Linked DNA regions of Mus musculus: all the other regions are linked to region 3. Evidence: chromatin contacts called from public Hi-C and promoter capture Hi-C data. All regions are on one chromosome and are shown on one strand. Each heading gives the region's core, a stretch centred on a gene start, on an enhancer-like site or on the middle of the called end of the contact. The rest is flanking DNA. Distances are from core to core; before and after follow the strand shown.

Region 1 (3,011 bases), core at 181-2,680, 150 kb after region 3:
CCCAACTGCTTCTTGGTCATGATGTTTGTGCAGGAATAGAAACCCTAAGACACCCTCTGAACCAGTAAGGCAGCCCCAAGTAAATGTTGTTCCTTATATGAGTTGCCTTGGTCATGGTGTCTGTTCACAGCAGTAAAATCCTAAGACACATGTATACTCCCTTCACCAACACAGAAAAACCTACACCATGTTTTGTAGTTTAGTACTATCTTTCATCTTAGAGTGGTCTTAGAACTTGGTGCCATGGAAAAGGGGGACCACTATGGACCACAGTCCTCTGGCCCGAAGAGAAATCTGCCTTACCTATGCCCATGTGGAAGACTATTAACAAGAGAGAATGAATGACCAATAAATGAAGGGTGAATAAGAGACAGAGGCCAAATTGTGACAAGTCCCTGAACCAACTTAGTGGCACCCCTAGATTCTCAGACCATTTTCAGCTTCTATAGACTGGGTATGAGAAATCTCATGTTGTATTTCTTGCCACCTGATCAACTGGATGAGCACAGACCTGTAATGAAGATGGCACATGCTCCAGCTGCCTCACTCACTGGCCTTCACTTACCCACCATTACTCTAATTCTCTTCCCCTATTGCCATTCCCTCTCCATAGTGGCTCCTGCCTCTTTCCCTCAACTGCAGAAAACAGCCTCCCACTGCTCCCACACCCACAGAAGCCATTAATTGGGTGCCAGTCATCCCTCATGTCCTACCAACAAAGTGCTCCATGAAGGACTAGGTCTCATTCCTCTGTGAGGCAATGTTCTCAAGCCCGCCAAAGTTTTGCAAGTTTAGCATACAGGGTGTTTGTTTGCACACAATAATCAGATCATCGATCTTGAAGGAGAGGTCTACTGGTCGTGTACCTACCATGCTCAGGCAAGCATGATCAGCTCCTGGGAGAGACTAAACATCACTGGCCCCTCCCAACACTTGGCCAAACAAAAACAGGATTGTGGCTGGGAGCAGAGGTCAAATGGCAACCTTGGCACTCTTTGATATGGTGACAGTGTCCAGGCTTGGGGCTTCCTGATCCTAGGTGTTATATTAAGTGTTTGTCATTAGTCTGTAAGAAGCCTGGGCAGCAGTGAGGCAGCTATGGAGCTGCTGACTGGGACTAGCTTGTGGCCTGTGGCCATATTGACTGTCATCTTCATATTACTGCAGGACCTGATGCACCAGCAAAAGTGCTGCACTTCTTGCTACCTACCTGGCACTGTGCTATGGACTTTGCAGCGTAACCTGCTGCAGGTGGACCTACATAGCATGCCACACAGCCTGTGCAAGGCGAATGACTTAGTGGTGGTTAGTAACTGAGGTTATCATATCTGTAGCAGCACATAATGGAGGTCAGTCCACAGGTCAGACAGGGATCTGAGCCCCAACAGGAGACAGGCTTAGCAAATTTTGTTGACATCCACTGGAACGTTCTAGAGCAAAGGATTTGAGGATCAAAGTTTAGGAGGTAAATCTGGTTGTGACAACAGGGTTCAGGCTAGTTTGAGCAAGCAGCAGCCAAGTATCAAGTCCCGTATGATGCTGTCAAGGACAAGTCATGGTGCAAAGTCTAGTGCACCATGTCAGTCACAGCACTGAGTGGAGAGAGGGGCTGTGGATGGATGCTTGGATCTCTTTTTGCTGTCCCTATCTGGCAGCACTGCCCATGTCAAGGAACCAGAATTTTTTCATGTGTGATGAAATGCTAAGGGGGCCCAGGACAGTTTTCTGGCTCTTGCCAGGTCACAGCTGGGATGTCAAATCTACTGTGATTCCTTTGATGAACTTAACACATAAGATGCCACGGTAATAGGCATCATCAGGCTGGGGATTTAGCTTGTTAAGAACATTTTCCCAGGATATATGAGAACAACACTGAGCAAGACACTCAGACACACACACACACACACACACACACACACACACACACACACACACACCTGCACAAACATACCTGGGGATGCACAACAGGAGCCAGAGAAATGGTCAGAGGGTAAAGGAGCTTGCCTGGCAAGCATGGTGCTTGAGTTTCATTTCTCAACCCATGTAGTAAGGTGAGAACTAACTGTGTGTGCTTAACCCAAACCTCAACATCATTATTGTGGCCATAGCTCTCCTCACATCATGCATACACAACACACATTGGAGTAATAATGAATATTATTACTAGAAATCTTATTTACTCAGCTCATTAAAGGAAGCAGGAAAGCCAAGCATATTTTATGGCTGTTAAAGGTTCTGAACACATTCCAAATTCTCCTGAGCATCCCAGGGTTGGCTGACAAAGTCTTCCCTGGGTGATTGACATTTCTCACCATTGTGGGTAAGCTGGTGACTGAGCACAAGGGGACCTGGGACCCTGACCAGCTACCTCGTACCCTGACTGATGCCTTTTCGGCTGAGAGGGAGAAGGTGAGAGACTATGGGATGTGGTGTCCATTGTGCTGTGACTAACCCAGTGACACTGAAGTGTAACCACCTGAAGTCACTGGGAGGGTATTATGGGGCATTCCAGTCTCTACAGAGTCTGCTGTCCTGCTGTGTCCTAGGCCAAGGGGAACCTTGAGAGTAGCTTCAATGATGCAAATCTATCTCTGGTTGTCCTTGACCAGTTTGGGACTGGGATTGTGGCGAGTTCAGTCACTCTGACCTGGGGCCTTCTACTCACAATCCTGAATCCGGACGTGCAGCGTAAGCCTGACTGGGGCTAGAATGAAAGGAGGAAGAGGGTAGAGGCACACTCCTTAAGATTCCTTGGGACACTTGCAACTCCCAGCAATAGTTTAAGCCAGACTCTAGTAAGGACGATGGCCATATATCTCCCATGGACTCAGCCTTTATCAGAGAGGTAGTGGAGAGACAAAGGAAACCCCCTAGGGCTCCTTAGCTGAAGTCATTCTGTCCTTCCAGAAAGAATGCAACAGGAAATTGACAAGGTCATAGAGCATGTGTGGTGAACAGAGATGGTACACCAGGCCTACATGCCCTACACCAATGCTGCCATACATGAGGTT
Region 2 (2,995 bases), core at 222-2,721, 190 kb after region 3:
CCAAGTCACTGTTGATCCAAGTGTTCATGTCACAGCTATACATCGCCTCTTCTGTTTCCTTTTTATTTCTGCATTCCTTTCCTCTTCCCCTCCCCTCCCCTTGCCCTTCTTGTGTAAGTGGTATCTTAGTGTTCCTCTTTGACCCTCCTTTCATCTCTGTTTTATTATTTTTTTTTATTTGTTTTATTTTTTTTTATTTTATTTGATTCCCATTATTTACTTTGGGGATTAAATCAGCATCTTTTAAAACTTATTGTTAGGGTGTGTACATGGAGTTGGGGGAGATGCCATCTAGAGAGGTCAAAGGACAACATCTGGGATTCCGTTCTCATCTCCCTCCTTGTTAAGGCAGGGTCTCCCTTGCTGTTACTGCCACATTACATATCCCAGGATAGCTGACCAGTGAGCTGCCAGGCATAAAACAACACCTTAAACTTACAAAAACCTTATTTGAATAACAAGTTACCTTCTGTAGTATACAGACACAGGACATCTCGTCTAGTCTCTCACCCTTCCCCGCTATACTATCTTTGCCACAGATAGCATGTTTATATGTTTTGTACTCATGAAGACAGACTTGTAACTGGTGTTCTATGCATCGGTTTTCAGGCATACAGACAAAAAGAAAGGCCTTACAACCCGAAGCACGCTAGCACTTTTACCGCGTTGTTACTGCGCCCTGTGCTCATTTCTTCTATGGCTGTGAGTTAACTGGCTAGCATCACTTCGTTTCAGCATGGAGAACTCCCTCTACTGCGCCCTGTATGCTAAGTCCACTGACACCAATGACCTTCTACATTTATCTGGAAATGACCTGCTTACTACTTAATTCCCGAAGGACATTTCTTTATTCTTAACAAAGAACATGTGGATGATGTTCTTCAGGATGTGCGTGTGTTATCCTGTGTGTGGTCTTCCGGTCTCTGTGGTCACTGATGAAAAATTAACTCTTAATCTCAGCATGATCCCCGTGTGTGTAAAGGGTGAATGAATGACTGCTTTTTACATTCTCACTGCAGTTCCCTCTGTCTTCAGTGTCCACAAGAACCATCTGTCGCTCACTGTGGTCCCTAATCCCTCTGGGAGCACAAGCTAAGTCCCAGGGGGCTCTCTGGGTGCTGGGGGAGATAGCAAGGTTTTGACCTTGGACCTGTCAGGGCTGAAGCCTCCTACTCAGAGCCCCGCCTCCTCGTTGCAGTGCCTCCTCCCAGGAAGGCCCCCCCTCCTCCTCCTCCTCCTCCTCCTCCTCCTCCTCCTCCTCCTCCTCCTCCTCCTCCTCCTCCTCCTCCTCCTCAAATCGGTCTCACCTCCCGGGAGTGGATCCGCCTCCTCAGAGTGTCCCCCTCATGCTCAGAGTGGAAGCCTCCTCCCCAGAATGTATCATCCTCCTCAGAGTTGCTCCGCCTCCTTCCCCTCCTCCCCCGCCTCCTCTTCTCCCCCCCCCCCCAACCCCATTCCTCTCCCGCCTCCTCCTCTTCCTCCTCCCCGTCAGAACGTGCCCTCCTCTTCAGAGTTGCTGCTCCTCACAACTCCCCCTCCACCTCAGAGTGAATCCTCCTGAGTTGCCCTTTTTCCTCGAGCTCCTACTCCTCCTGTTCCTGCGAGGCTCCAGACACCTCTTGCCTCTCCTCGGCTGAGTTTCAGAACGCACCGGTAAAGGCAAGGGTTGCAGGGTTGCGGGTCTGCCCATTCGCTGTACAAGGGGTGCGAGGCGGGCCCCCACCCCAACCCCTGCGCTGGGGCTACCTTGGCACTGGAGCGTAGCAGTCCCTCCCCCTGGGCGGGGCTGGAGTGGGCAGAGGGGAACCTCCAAGGGCCTCCGAGTAAACTGTTTTCCATTGTCCCAAGCTGAGGCTAAGATGCTAGAACCTCCTAGAGTCTGATAGAGGGCAGGTTTTGAAGGGCTCATCCCCTAAGACACAGAGCCTGGGAACCCGCCTGTAGCCAGGCCGCAGGGCTGAGAATCTCTGTCCTATAGTAAGCAGAGTGGAGCCTGACCCTGGACCTTTGCATAACCTGCCCTTTGGCGTGCATTCTAGCCTTATCAGGGACAGGCGGTACCTAAGCAAACCAGACCTCTCTCCGAAGACCTCTCTTTTTGCCCTTTGGGGCTCAGCGAAGGTGGGGAAAAGAGGGTGGGGACGGTGAGTGGACCCTGGACCTCACAAACTCTGCTGCACCCCCTGGAACTGGGATGTTGTTGTCAGTGATTGGCTTAGAGGATCCACCCCCATTTAATTAGGAAAAAAAATCTACACTGAGCTGGGCACAAAATCCCAGCACATGGGAAGCAGGAGCAGGAGGATCTCTGTGAGTTTCTATGACAGTCTGGTCTACATGTCTACATAGTGAGTTCCAAAACAGCCAAAGCTACATAGTGAGACTCTGTCTCAAAACAGGAAGGAAGGAAGGAAGGAAGGAAGGAAGGAAGGAAGGAAGGAAGGATAGAAAAAAAGGGAGTGAAATTCCTTGTATGTTCAGTGTAGAAATTCCCTTTTTTTTTCTATCACCAACTAGAATGTACAGTTAATACCTTGTACTCTATCATGGCTGTCCCTACCCAGCAGCCCACCCAGTTCTTGTGGGTGTCAGGGCAGCAGCAGACACTGGAGTATTCTCTCTGTAAACAGCCAAGCATTCCTCGCACCAAGTGTCCTACAGTTCTTGCCTATGTTAACTAACAGACTATTCTAGAGATTTGCTTTCCTTCCCAGCTGTTGGTTTCGTGGGTTTAAACCAGATTCCATACCGTAGCTCAGGCTGGCCTTGAACTTGATGCAATCCTGCTGCTTACAAGTAAACTACCGTGTGTATTTAGCCCTGAAGTTTTGAAAGTGTTACTGCCCACCCACCCCCCAGCTCTGAGGGTGTGAAGGGTCGGAGGTTTTTCCTGCAGGGACTGTCTGAAGGAGCTAGAAAGAGTTGCCTTGGGGCTCCCAAGGAGAACAGCAGAGCAGCTGAACTAAAGGTTTTGGAGTAATTCTTAATGGAACAC
Region 3 (2,827 bases), core at 27-2,526:
ATCGGGGGACATCCTGTTTACTCTCTAGCCCTTATAGGAGATACCATTAGTTCTGGTTACATCAAGTTCTCTACCCTCTCTGTATTGTCTGTGTTTGGTGCACCAATCTGTTCATGTGTCAATTCGTGTCTTTTTGTTGTTGTTGTTGTTTCATTTTCTGAATGACTGTTCTATGTTTCATGTTGAAAAGAAAAAAAAAATGGTTAAAACTTTATCCGCTGACTATCCATCTCTTGATTCAGTCTCAGTTTACACAGTGGAGGCTGATAAAAGGTTGCCCCACATCTTAGCCAGGAGTAACACACAGCAGGATAGCTCCTGCTGAAAAACTGTTTTTAAAAAGGGGTCTGTACTTCTTAGTTCTAAGGCAAATAAGCTGATAGTTGTTTTTTTCTAGAAAATTCTCTGCAATTCTGATTTTTGGGTTCAGCAAATGACAAAGTGCTTTTTATCTTGAAATTATAGCTAGAAAGTAAAATTCTTTGATTCATCAAAATGTATAAGATTTGTGTAGCCACTTCATTTGGTTTCTGACTGGTCTTAAAAGTATAAATATGCTCTGCCTGTCTTAGTCATAAAGAATTAGCTTATAAGTTATGTGGTATGATTGAAAAGGTGTAACATTAGTAACAAGAAAGTTAGCATAAAACTGGTAATTCAGGGCTGGAGTCATTTTAAAACAACAGCACGTGGCATGAACCAGCCCAGGAAACTAGGCCTCTAGAGATACTTCTAAATTGAGATAATATTTTATGTGATTCTTATCCTAGAAACTAGACTTATAAGAGATAAGATTTAGGGGCTGGTGAGATGGCTCAGTGGGTAAGAGCACCCGACTGCTCTTCCGAAGGTCCAGAGTTCAAATCCCAGCAACCACATGGTGGCTCACAACCATCCGTAACAAGATCTGACTCCCTCTTCTGGTGTGTCTGAAGACAGCTACAGTGTACTTACATAAAATAATAAATAAATCTTAAAAAAATTTAAAAAAAAAAAGAGATAAGATTTAAAACAATGTCTCTTTAATAAAGCATTAAAGTTTGCACTGTCATGCATTCATATATACGAATTGGCAGCCAAACTTGGTAACATGAAAGTGATGTTTCTGATATTGATTTTTAAGAAAATAAATTGTTTAAAATTGGGTTTTGCTTTCCAAAAGTTATGGATTGCAAAAGAAACTTAGAAATTCTGCAATCTGTCCTCACTGCAAGAGGAATAATCTTTGGACCAGGACTCAAGCAGAGATTAATCAATGCTCAGATTAAGAAATATTTACATTTGAGTTAATGAAAAGCTCAGAGGAGCCTCAGAGAGGCTTATGTGGCTTTTCTTTTGTTTTGCAAACCCTGCCTAGGGAAGTTCTTGGGACCTTGCCTCTTCTTGCTTCTGGGGAATAATTTTTTTTAAAGCTAAAACATTATTACAGATCTATCCAGGTGTTGTTCAAAATAAAGTTTAAATTTTAGATTTATGAAAGGTCAATGAGGCTGTAGAACTTACAGAGGCATTACAATCTGGCTTGCCTACTCCATATAGAATTATTATAGATTTGGAAGGTTGTTTTTTCCTTTGCATTGTAAAGCTCTTTCCAGTGAGCTTGTGATCATTGGAAAGTTTTGCCTCTAGGTATGGCTAATAGCCTTATGTTATATAAATAATAATAATAATAATAATTTTTTCTAGTTTTGCTTCAATACAAGAAGCTAAGACTTTGAATCTTTCAATGTATATTGCTTCTTAAGTGGACAGTAATTTATTAGCAAATGAAGGGAAGTTTACTTCAAATCTTTGCTCTCACACAATGAGCTTTAAAGTTTTGGGGAGTAGCTGTTGCTCCAGAAAAGATTCAGAGGCAATATCATTTAAACATTTAGGGTCTTAGTTATCCTAGAAAAATTGTGTACAGAAAATTTAAGAAAGAAAAGATGATTTGTTTACTTCAAATTATTTTCAAAAGCTTCCAGGAGATGTTAATTGGCTAAGACCTCACCTTAAGGTCTTAAGGTGACTCAAGCCTTTGTTGGATGTTATCAAGGGAGATGCAAATTAACTGGTGAGAAACAAAAGGCTTTGCAGAAAGTAGAGAAAGCTTTTATAATTAATTGTTATCAATTGTAATCAATGGTAATCAAATATTAGCTGCTTATTTTAGTTATTGTTACTTAATGTGCCCACAGCAATTCTTTGGCAAAACAGAACATTAATGTAAAATTATCTTTCTTCATCTCCAAGTAAAGTTTCAACATCCTATTATAACACTGCTATGGTGCTAATAAATAATTGTAAGATAAAATCATGAAGGTATTTAAAAAAAAAAACAACAACAGCAAAAAATGTGTCTTAAAAAAAAAGTGTCTTAAAAACCTGATGAAGTGTCTGTTCATTGTTCCAAACAGCAATTAAATTGGTTATTTCAGAATTTTGATATTTGGCCTATTGCATAGCAATTTTTTTTTAGATAAAATTGATAATCATTACCCAAAAGATAAGTTGTTAAAGATTGCTTCTATGCATGCTTTTGCGTTTTCTATAAATTTATGCATTCATGCTTCCCATAAAGAACACATCTACTGTATTTAAAAACAGCCCTTCTATGGGAGAAAAGTATATGAGATTGGATCACATGTTTATTCTGTTGAGTTTCCTCCTGCTTCAGCACAGATAATTAAATTGTGTGCTATAGTCAGTGTTTTAAAATGTTGAAAAATCAAGCTTTAATTTGTATACTAATAGTTTATATATATGTATATATACATATACATACATACATATATACAGACATACATACATACATACATACATACATACATACATACATACATAC
Region 4 (2,806 bases), core at 49-2,548, 220 kb after region 3:
TAGTGGAACTGTTTTGGGAAGGACTAGGAGGTGTGGCCTTGTTGGAGTATGTGGCCCTTGTTGAAGATGTGTCACTAGAAGTGACTAGAGGCCGGCCCAGTCTTTCTCTATTGTAAGACCTCAGCTGCTGCTTCAAGGCCACTCATGCCTGCCTGCTGCCATGCTCTCCTCCATGAGAGTTTAAATGCTGTGTGCTGAGCATATCTGTGTGCATTGTACTTTGACTGGAAGTACTGTTTGTTCAAATCACCACAAAAATATCCATAAAAGCATGGTGCACTTACTATATTAGAATGTCGTTAGGCAGCAATTCTTCAGCTTTTATTTATATAGCAGCGAATATATATAGATATATACCATAGAGTATAGATATAGATTAGATACAGAGGTAGATATAGCTTCCATGGTTTGGGATGTAAAATCCCTAGTCTAAAATGGAAATGATTAGGCTAGGTGAAGTAGCACTAAGGAGACTGAAGCAGGGGAAATGTGGAGTGCAAGGTCAAATGTAACTGCGGGGCTGGAGAGATGCCTCAGTGAGTGCTTAAGCACTCTAACTGCTCTGCCAAAGGACCTGGGCTCAATTCCCAGCTCCACAAAGCAAATCATAACCGTCGGTCCCAGAGGAATCCATAGCCTTCTTTTGGCCTCCATGGACTCCAAAAAGCACACGTGGCGCACACCTATACAAACATCCAAAACACCCACACACATTTATTTACAAAAAGGCAACCGCAAGTGCTGTGGGCACAAACCTGCAGAGGCAGAGAAATCACTGCAAGCTCTGAGGCCAGCCTGGCTGGTCTACGTAAGTGAGTTCCAGGCCAGGCGCAGTGAGACGACAACTCAAAACAATGGCATGAAGTAAGTAAACAAACGGGGCTGAGAAACGCCAAAAAGCTCAAGCCAGAGGCGCTTTTGCGATCGACACCATGTCTACAAGAAAACGGTTTTCCGGAAGCACATACACAATATGCTCAGCAGTACGCACTGTTGCTGCGGAAAGACTGCCATTGCCGCCTGGCACCGTTATCTATGCCCGAGGTCTTCTCCTCCGAGCCTGCCAACCACGGCGCCTGGCTGAAGGAACAAACTTTTGGTAAGAGCAGACAGAGCGCCTCACCGCTGCCTGAAGCCTCGACGCTGCGCCTCCTGGTGGTTCCTCAGCGCCGCCGTTGAACGAGCCAACCCCGGATCGGTGTTTCCGCGGTAGAGCATGCGCATTGCAGAGCCCGAGGCTTCCAGCCAATCAGAGAGCCCTAGTCCAGTCAGTCCTTCCCTCTGCACTGCAGGAGGCACGGCAGCGAGTCCCGTGGCACCGCGCGTGCGCACGCTGAAGGGGCGGGGCTTCCTCGGCAAGATGGCGGCCGCGGCCACCGGCCTGCGCCAAGCTGCTGCTGCGGCAGCCAGTACCTCGGTGAAGCCCATTTTCAGTCGCGACCTGAACGAGGCCAAGCGGAGGGTGCGCGAGCTCTACCGCGCTTGGTATCGGGAGGTGCCGAACACCGGTGAGAGGCAGGGGTGCATTCGGGGCGCCGGAGGCACCTGCCCAAGGTCTCTCGGCCGAGCTGAGGTCACGTAGTGGGACAGAAACGAGCCCTGGGCTTCGGGGGAAGGGGGTCACCCGAGCCAGAGTGCCCCACACCGGGACAGGGCTTCCGAGCGCCCCAGTTGCTTTGGTGGCCTTTGTTCCTTATTTCTTATGGAGCCCCTGGGAGGGGCGTCCGCGGTCCTGAGCTAGCCCCGGGTGCTTCTTGAACCCAGCTTTACAGTTCCAGAGAAGGTTCTAGATGCCCATTCGATTTTGTAACTAAAGTGGCGAAGGGCTTTAGCAGTTATCTGTTACTTAGTCTGGAGAACAAACTGCATCACGAGAGGGAAACGACTTGACGAAGGTCACCCAGTAGCTGCCTGCTGCCCTTTGAAGCCTCCAGACGAAATGGCCCCTCAGAGCTCCCCAGCTTTGCTCACTAGATCAGCTTGCCCCAGAATTTTGAAGTCTAACCCCCTTCTGCTGCAAAACACGCCTTTTCCCGTAGGTGGGAGAATCTAGTCTGTTCACCTGAGTGGCGAGTGTGAATCTGCAATCTTGGTTGTCTCCCTCAATGCTGCCACTGTAGTGGATTTTAAAAGGGGGTTAGCGAGAGTTCAAATGTCCTACATATGTCAGGGACATCTTTTGTTGTTGAGTAGACATGTATTTAACTTGAGCTGATCTGAGGGGAAAGGCGTTTTCCAATGAGTAACAACAGCTCCACAGCACGCCTCAGCACTGCTTGAGAGGCAGCCACACTGTCCTCAGTTTCGACCTTTATTAGCTGTGTGACCTTGGGTAAGATTTTTCACCGGTATTTGCTCATCTGTGAAATGGCCATAATACTGTCTTCTTCCGGGAGTTACTGTATTAAATAGGTTACTTAAGTAACTGATATAAAACTCGGGGGAGGCACTGATGGGAGAAGATTCCTCTTAGTTATTAGAACACAGACTGGAGAAAAAACAAAACAAAAAAACCATGCCCACCTCAGGCTGGAGTTTACCTGACAGTAGTTATAATACTGCACCCTTCAGTCTCTGGGCCTGATGCTTCACAAATACTAAGATTCTGAGTGACGGGTTCTGTCTCAACTTAAACTTGTCTCAGTTTGTCATTGTACAGTTCTTTCCTGAAATCCCTGTGTGCGCACTGACCTTGGTGACAGCTCTCTCAGAACCTAGCCTAGTGTTCACCATTTCTGCAATCACTGAATTGGAGTATAACAAAAGATTCAAACCTGATTTAGACACAGCATGATTTTGTCTGTGT

Evidence for each region. Promoter capture Hi-C pulls out the DNA fragments that hold promoters and counts their contacts. A called contact is a pair of places that touch in the nucleus more often than the background predicts.
Region 1: a contact with region 3 is called in a Hi-C map of liver, with 2.9 times the contacts expected there. The contact joins two enhancer-like sites. A contact is called at or near these places in 2 of 484 Hi-C or Micro-C datasets (both in liver), 1 of 115 datasets of contacts at active chromatin or transcription factors (embryonic stem cells) and 2 of 9 other capture datasets (embryonic stem cells and pancreatic islet).
Region 2: a contact with region 3 is called in a Hi-C map of liver, with 2.3 times the contacts expected there. The contact joins the promoter of Cyp2d22 here to the enhancer-like site in region 3. A contact is called at or near these places in 4 of 39 promoter capture datasets (embryonic stem cells, hippocampal neurons, liver and 1 more), 1 of 484 Hi-C or Micro-C datasets (liver), 1 of 115 datasets of contacts at active chromatin or transcription factors (embryonic stem cells) and 1 of 9 other capture datasets (adipose tissue).
Region 4: a promoter capture Hi-C map of liver shows a contact between it and region 3, with 3 times the contacts expected there. The contact joins the promoter of Ndufa6 here to the enhancer-like site in region 3. A contact is called at or near these places in 3 of 39 promoter capture datasets (embryonic stem cells and liver) and 7 of 115 datasets of contacts at active chromatin or transcription factors (differentiating embryonic stem cells, embryonic stem cells, hepatocytes and 1 more).

The regions. Positions count from the first base shown.
Region 1 is chr15:82,421,535-82,424,545 of GRCm38.p6, reverse strand. It overlaps the pseudogene Gm19267. Among named protein-coding and RNA genes, the nearest start is that of Cyp2d10, 16 kb to the right of the region's middle. Within about 2 kb of position 1,430, at least 3 of the 459 cell types and tissues checked have an H3K27ac peak or open chromatin away from gene starts, as enhancers often do. A contact at or near this core is called in liver, where this site is marked.
Region 2 is chr15:82,378,736-82,381,730 of GRCm38.p6, reverse strand. It overlaps Cyp2d22 (cytochrome P450, family 2, subfamily d, polypeptide 22), which reads left to right and starts at 1,471. Exons shown (of 10, transcript NM_019823.4): 1 at 1,471-1,653.
Region 3 is chr15:82,571,455-82,574,281 of GRCm38.p6, reverse strand. No RefSeq gene overlaps it. Among named protein-coding and RNA genes, the nearest start is that of Cyp2d12, 18 kb to the right of the region's middle. Within about 2 kb of position 1,276, at least 2 of the 459 cell types and tissues checked have an H3K27ac peak or open chromatin away from gene starts, as enhancers often do. A contact at or near this core is called in liver, where this site is marked.
Region 4 is chr15:82,352,783-82,355,588 of GRCm38.p6, reverse strand. Ndufa6 (NADH:ubiquinone oxidoreductase subunit A6) reads left to right here and starts at 1,298. Exons shown (of 3, transcript NM_025987.3): 1 at 1,298-1,508. The coding sequence starts at 1,361.